Regions from separate parts of the Mus musculus genome. Here region 2 is linked to region 1. The links are chromatin contacts, called in public HiChIP or PLAC-seq maps. All regions are on one chromosome and are shown on one strand. The core of a region is the stretch at or near the end of the contact, and the rest is flanking DNA. Distances in the headings are between cores, read along the strand shown.

The links. HiChIP or PLAC-seq counts read pairs in DNA pulled down with a chosen protein or histone mark.
Region 2: a contact with region 1 is called in an H3K27ac HiChIP or PLAC-seq map of embryonic stem cells, with 13 read pairs. The contact joins two enhancer-like sites. A contact is called at or near these places in 1 of 15 datasets of contacts at CTCF or cohesin (large pre-B cells), 1 of 484 Hi-C or Micro-C datasets (bone marrow-derived macrophages), 9 of 115 datasets of contacts at active chromatin or transcription factors (bone marrow-derived macrophages, embryonic stem cells and fetal liver) and 1 of 9 other capture datasets (embryonic stem cells).

What each region holds. Positions count from the first base shown.
Region 1 is chr6:30,024,911-30,028,376 of GRCm38.p6, reverse strand. No RefSeq gene overlaps it. Among named protein-coding and RNA genes, the nearest start is that of Nrf1, 21 kb to the left of the region's middle. Within about 2 kb of position 1,481, at least 59 of the 459 cell types and tissues checked have an H3K27ac peak or open chromatin away from gene starts, as enhancers often do. A contact at or near this core is called in embryonic stem cells, where this site is marked.
Region 2 is chr6:30,195,054-30,198,467 of GRCm38.p6, reverse strand. No RefSeq gene overlaps it. Among named protein-coding and RNA genes, the nearest start is that of Gm31221, 19 kb to the right of the region's middle. Within about 2 kb of position 2,152, at least 8 of the 459 cell types and tissues checked have an H3K27ac peak or open chromatin away from gene starts, as enhancers often do. A contact at or near this core is called in embryonic stem cells, where this site is marked.

The DNA.
Region 1 (3,466 bases), core at 232-2,731:
CAAAGCTGGAGTAGGCAACAGTATGCTTGTTAGCTCCATAGCAACCAGAGAACCCCTTGTCAGTTCACAAAGGTCTCTGCTACAAAAGAATAAACCAGGGGCTGGAGAGATGGCTCAGCTGTTAAGTGCACTGACTGCTCTTCCAGAGGTCCTGAGTTCAAATCCTAGCAACTGCATGGTGGCTCACAACCACCTGTAATGAGATCTGATGCTCTCTTCTGGTGTGTCTGAAGACAGCTACAGTGTACTTATGTATAATTAATAAATCTTAAAAAAACAAAAATATAAGAGTGAACCAGCATGTGAGGTTCACAAGGACGGGACACTGGGTCTGAAGTCATTTCTCCTCGCTGACATTCACAGCATCTTTTCCATTGAGCCGCTGAATGTACTGCCAGAAAAAGTCCCGTCCCCCCCCAATGATGATAAGGATGCAAAAATCGAAACCAAACCAAACCAAAAACCCTGCGCACATTACCCCTGGCAAGGGCAAGCTGCCTTAAATTGCTTAGATTTTGATGCTAGCTCACAGCAGTTTTCACCAAGCAGGTTAACAGAAGAGAGGATACAGTTTCCATCAGAGGAGCAAGTGGGAATCCAAGGGAATGGTATAGGACAGCTCTACTGGACATTTCCCAGCTCCATCCCAACCACCACGTGGACGTTCCTGGGATGGCTCTAATGTCAGATTCTGTATCATTCAGTTTATCTTGATCTTTCTCTTCTCTCTCCCCACGTCCCCATCCTTAGTTTCTTTCTTCCTTCCTTCCTTTCTCTCTCTCTCTCTCTCTCTCTCTCTCTCTCTCTCTCTCTCTCTCTTTCTTTCTTTTTCGAGACAGGGTTTCTCTGTATAGCCCTGGCTGTCCTGGAACTCACTTTGTAGACCAGGCTGGCCTCGAACTCAGAAATCCACCTGCCTCTGCCTCCCGAGTGCTGGGATTAAAGGCATGCACCACCCCCGGCCTTAGTTTCTTTCTTGACAGTCTCATATATTCTAGGCTATAAACTCATTACCAGGCAAGACTCCCGTGGCCCTCTGACCCCATCTCCTGCGTGATGGGATTATAGGGATGTGCCTGCCCTCAGCTCCTTAGTTATCATGAATTTTTACTTTAGAAAAAACAGTCAGAACCTGTGTGTAGCCGTGGGTGTCTGTAATCCCAGCACTTGGAAAACTGAGGAAAAAAAGATTGTTTGGAGGTCAAGGTCAGCCTGGGCTACAACCCTACTACACCCCGCCCCGTGTTCCAACCCTACAACAGCATAAAAGTAGGCATGGTGGCAATGCTTGAAATTCCAGAGGGGGAGGCAAAGTAATCAAAAGATCAAAGTCATTGTCAGTCAAGTAACTACTGAGAGGAAGGCGGGCCTGGGCTCGGGGAAAGTTGCTATGAAGCGGGTGGGGCTTAGAGGCGAGGAGGAAGGAGAAAGGATTCCTTCACTGCACTCAGATTCTAGCTCCACTCAGACAAACTTGTTTCCAGGCTGGAGTACTTCCTGTCCGGCTCCAGGCCCCACCCTATGGCCTCGGGCTCCATTTCCTCTTAAGTCACGCACCCGCTGGTTTTAGTTTTAGTGTTTTCCCCCTTTCAGAAATGTGTCTGATAGTTACAACTGTGTCCGTCCATCTGTTTCTTGGCAGAAAAACTTTGGGGGTCCCTTAGGCTTCTTCCCATTTACCCTATCTCTCAGTTCAAGCTGTTAGTGTTCCTGCTGTAATAAAATTCTGGGGTTGAGGTTGGGTGTGGTGATGTATGGCTTTAAACCCAGCACTCAGATCTCTGCGAGTTCAAGGCTAGTCTGGACTACACTGAGAGCTCCAGGACAGCCAGAGCTTTGTAGGGAGACCCTGTCTCAAAAAGCAAAGCAAAATAACACGTGTACACACGCACGCACACACACACACACACACACACACACACACAAAACCCTCAGGTGGAAAGACAGCTTAGCAGTTGTTCCTATAGAGGATCCGGGGTCAGTCAATTCCTAGCACACACATGGTGGCTCACTTCTACCTGTACTTCTAGTTCTAGGGGGATCTGACTCTCTCCACTGGCCACTAAGGGCAGCAGACATGTACGTGGTATATATATATATATATATATATATATATATATATATATATATATATATATATATATATGTAGAGAGAGAGAGAGAGAGAGAGAGAGAGAGAGAAAGAGAGAGAGTCAGACAGACAGACAGACAGTCATATCTAGAAAATAAAAGGGTCTGAAGAGATAGTTCAGCAGTTGAGAGCACTTGCTATTCTTGCAGAAGAACTGAATTCAGCTCCTAGCGACTACATTTAGCAGTTCTAAACTGCCCTTAACACCAGCTCCACGGGATTTCAACACCTTCTTCTGGCCTCTGAGGTCACCAGCACATCAATGGCATACATTCACACAGATGCAGGAAACAGACACATTTAAAAAAAAAAGAAAGAAAGAAAAAGAAAAAAAAAAAAGAAAAGCCAGGCGTGGTGGCGCACGCCTTTAATCCCAGCACTCGGGAGGCAGAGGCAGGCAGACTGAGTTTGAGGCCAGCCTGGTCTACAAAGTGAGTTCCAGGACAGCCAGGGCTATACAGAGAAACCCTGTCTCGAAAAACCAAAAGAATAAAATAAAAAAATAAAATAAAATAGGGGCTGGAGAGATGGCTCAGCGGTTAAGAGCACTGACTGCTTTTCCAGAGGTCCTGATTTCAATTCCCAGCAACCACATGGTGGCTCACAACCATCTGTAATGAGATCTGATACCCTCTTCTGGCGTGTTGGAAGACAGCTACAGTGTACTCATATGCATACAATAAATAAATCTTTTAAAAAATAATAAAGTAAAAATAAAATTCTTACCAGGTATAGTGGTGCATGCCACTGGAGAGGCAGAGGCAGAGGCAGAGGCAGAGGCAGAGGCAGAGGAGGGAGAGGCAGAGGCAGAGGCAGAGGCAGAGGCAGAGGCAGAGGCAGAGGAGGCAGGCAGAGGCAGAGGCAGAGGCAGAGGAGGCAGGCAGAGGCAGAGGCAGAGGCAGAGGCAGAGGCAGAGGAGGCAGGCAGAGGCAGAGGCAGAGGCAGAGGCAGAGGCAGAGGCAGAGGAGGCAAGCAGAGGCAGAGGCAGAGGCAGAGGCAGAGGCAGAGGAGGCAGGCAGAGGCAGAGGCAGAGGGCAGAGGCAGAGGCAGAGGCAGAGGCAGAGGGCAGAGGCAGAGGAGGCAGGCAGAGGCAGAGGCAGAGGCAGAGGAGGCAGGCAGAGGCAGAGGCAGAGGCAGAGGCAGAGGCAGAGGAGGCAGGCAGAGGCAGAGGCAGAGGCAGAGGCAGAGGCAGAGGCAGAGGAGGCAAGCAGAGGGCAGAGGCAGAGGCAGAGGCAGAGGCAGAGGAGGCAGGCAGAGGCAGAGGCAGAGGGCAGAGGCAGAGGCAGAGGAGGCAGGCAGAGGCAGAGGCAGAGGGCAGAGGCAGAGGCAGAGGGC
Region 2 (3,414 bases), core at 903-3,402, 170 kb before region 1:
TGTGTATTTAAATCAGTCAGGTGGGTGGATGTCAGAAAAGAAAAAGGAAAAGAAAAAGAAAAAGAAAAAGAAAAAGAAAAAGGAAAAGGAAAAGGAAAAGGAAAAGGAAAGGAAGGAGAAAAGGAAAAAGAAACAGAAACGGAAAATGGGCAGCTAGGTGGTGGTGGTGAGTGGCTCTAATCCCAGAGAGCCTCAGAACCAGGGTAGGAAGTGAATTCTTAGCCCCAAGCCTTGAAATTCGAATGTGGCTGAGGCAAAGGCAGTGACAGCCAGGCTGGGTCCCAGGCCATCACAGGCAGGGCAGTTAACTGGGGTTGCCTTTGGGGTGCAGGGAAGATGACCTTGGCTGGAACCAGGAAGAAGGAGCTTCGACAAGAGGCCTTCTAGACACATCGCACTTTTACCCTGACCCAGAGTCTCAGCTCCCATCGCTTGGAGTGACATCTGCTTGTCACCATCCGCTTGTCTCCCTGCCGTCAGTCTCCTGGCTCTAGCTGGGATCTGGGCAGCACCAAGGACTACGCAAGGTAGAGCAGGGCCAGCACCGAGCTCCGTCCTCACTCCTGGGGACATGGAGACAGGTCGGAGGCTGAAACTTGAGGCCCTTGTAAAAATTCCAACTAGAGAAGAGCACTCTGGTCTTCCCGCACCTGATACCCCATGTCATAGTCTCCTTTTTAAAGTTATAACGGAATATCTGAAACTGGAACATAGATAATTTTTATGTCCCTGAAAGTCATCATCAGGCTTAGCAGCAAGCATCTTGCCAACCCGAGAGGTCTGGTTTGAACTGTAGTTCTGCAGGCTTGAAGTCCAAGATCCAGTAGGTGAATGTGAGGAGACAGCCGGACAGCACGTGAGGAAGGCAGGTCCAGCCTGCTTCCCAACAACTTGCTTTCCAGGCCTGAAGATAATTAATCTCACTAATTGGGTTTTAAAGCACCCCCCCCCCCCCACAATGTCACCCTCAGGGCAATCAAAAAGGCTGGGGTGCAGCCCGAAGGTGGGACATTTGTCTTCCATGCACAAGGTCTTGGGTCTGCCCAATTTGTACCCCACTTTCTCAGTGTTTCAGGCTGCCCCCATATCTCACTCTCTCCACCTAGGATGTGCCCCACCCCCACCTCAGAGTTTCCCTTCCACTCTGGCCTCTCCATTCCCTCACCCAGGGCCTAATTCCTGAGGGCATTTATCTTCAGTGTGCGATGTGGTCATGTAAGGATGCTCTATCTGCTTGGGGAGAATTACAAGGGCTCCTAGGAAAAACACGTTTTGGTACCTAAGGGTAGCTGTAGGTTTAGAGATAGCCTGGGACTCCAAGGGACATCCAAAGCTGTTGCAGGAGTAGGGATTACAAGGTGTATCCAGGGGGAGGGATGGGGCAAATCCCCTGCCCAGAAAGGGGAGAGGAGCTGCTTGCAGTCCCGGGTCAGACGCATATCATCATCTCAGGTGCTGGAGTGAAGCCCCTGCCATCTTTCCCAGAATCCTCTCTTCTTCCAGGCCAGCTTGGTTAGTACGCCCCTAGCACCTGACTTCAGAGAGGGCCTAACATAGACCTGATCACTTCCGGCGAGGAGAGGGAGGCCCTGTCCAAAACCAAACCAAACCAAACCAAACCAAACCAAAACAAAACAAAAAACCAAAACAAAACAAAAAACCCACTTTGCATGCCAGTAAAGGTGTCCTGAGAGACTTCCGGGATAATTTCCAGACATTTCCGGTCCAGGAACCACTATAACAGGTGACCATATGAACAGTCAATGCTCAGAGTTTGATGAAGCCCCTGTTTGCATTTCTGTTCGTTTTGAGGGAGAGGGGAGGTATTTGGTGGCCCCACCAATGTAGAGTGGAGTCTGGGGGCATGAGCGTCTGAGTTCAGATTACCACCTTACTCTGGAAAGAGGGCACAGGGCCAGCAGGATCGGTGGCCATTACTAATTCATGTGCTCACGGAAGCCAAGTGACCATCTCGGCCTCCGCAACTGGGCCCCCAAGAAGGTCCTGGAGACATGCAGAGTCTAGAGTTGGCCCAAAGCCCACAATCATTTCTGGCCCCAGCAACAACCTGGAAAATAACCAGCCCAGGGATTGGGAGCTCAGACCTAGAGGAAGAGGAGGAGCCAGAAAGAAGCCCCGCCCAGTGCTTTTCCTTTGCCAACCCTGTGACTCACGTGTCACACCCCCACCCCAGGCAGAGGTAGGGGTGGGGAGCCTCCCAGGGCACATGTGTGCCCAGATGCCTCCCTGCGCTCTGATACCATTAACATTTGAATCTCACTTTTGCAAGGGAAATGACCGGTGTTCTGGCCCCTGCCTCCACCCTGGACATCCCGCAGTGTCCTGCCTCTCTGTTTTCTTTCAAGATAAGTGGAGGGCAAGGTGTTCCCTGGTCCTTAGGTACCAGCCTTTCCTGGGCTGGGCCTCAGTCCCCTCACGGCTCACGGATGCCTTTGTGTTTGATGGTCTGTCGGCCTTGCTGCATAAATGTATATACGGTGATCGAAAAGACATTGAGGCCACCATCGTTCCTACTGCCCCGTGTCACTTGTCATTCACAGATGGTCCTAGAGTGACGCAAGGCCAGACAGAACTCCCTCAAGATCACAGGCCTGGCTCTTTCCACAGGCTCATGTCCTGCCCCATGAATAATTTGCAACCGGCTGGCAGGGCAGCCAGTCAGTCATCCACCACATCTCTCTTCTCGACTTTCTGGAACGACAACTCTCCTCTGCTCTGACTGCTGTGGCCCACATTCCTGGGAGCTGAGGGGACACATGGTGGGAATGTGTAGCCTGTTGCTTCTTCTGCTGGAAGGACCACTGTCAGACAAGAGCCCCGCCCTGCCTTCCTGATTACAGTCTCATTCTCAAAATCATTCATTCGGGTCCGACCCAAATACAAATACGACATGAGGATACACACATGCATGAGGCCTTGTGTTCAGCCTCCAACACACACACACACACACACACACACACACACACACACGCGCGCGCGCGCGCTTGACACACTCATACACTCACACGTATATACTCATACACGCTCATACACACACACTCACACACATACACACACTCACACACATACACTTACATACTCTCACACATAATACACATTCACACGTATACATACACTCACACATACACACTCTCACACACTCACTCACACATTTACACTCACATATATACACATATTCACACACTTTTGCACACACACATCCTTTCAGAAGCAAGTCTGACAATCCTCTGAAGAAGCAGGTGAGGAAGCTCTGACACACCAACAGCAGGGAACATGCCCAAGGGGGTTTCCTATTTCTTCTTCCTTCTTCTTCTTCCTCTTCTTCCTCTTCCTTTTCTTCCTCTTCTTCTGTTTTTTTTTTTTAATTTTTATTTGTTTTTTTTGAGACAGGGT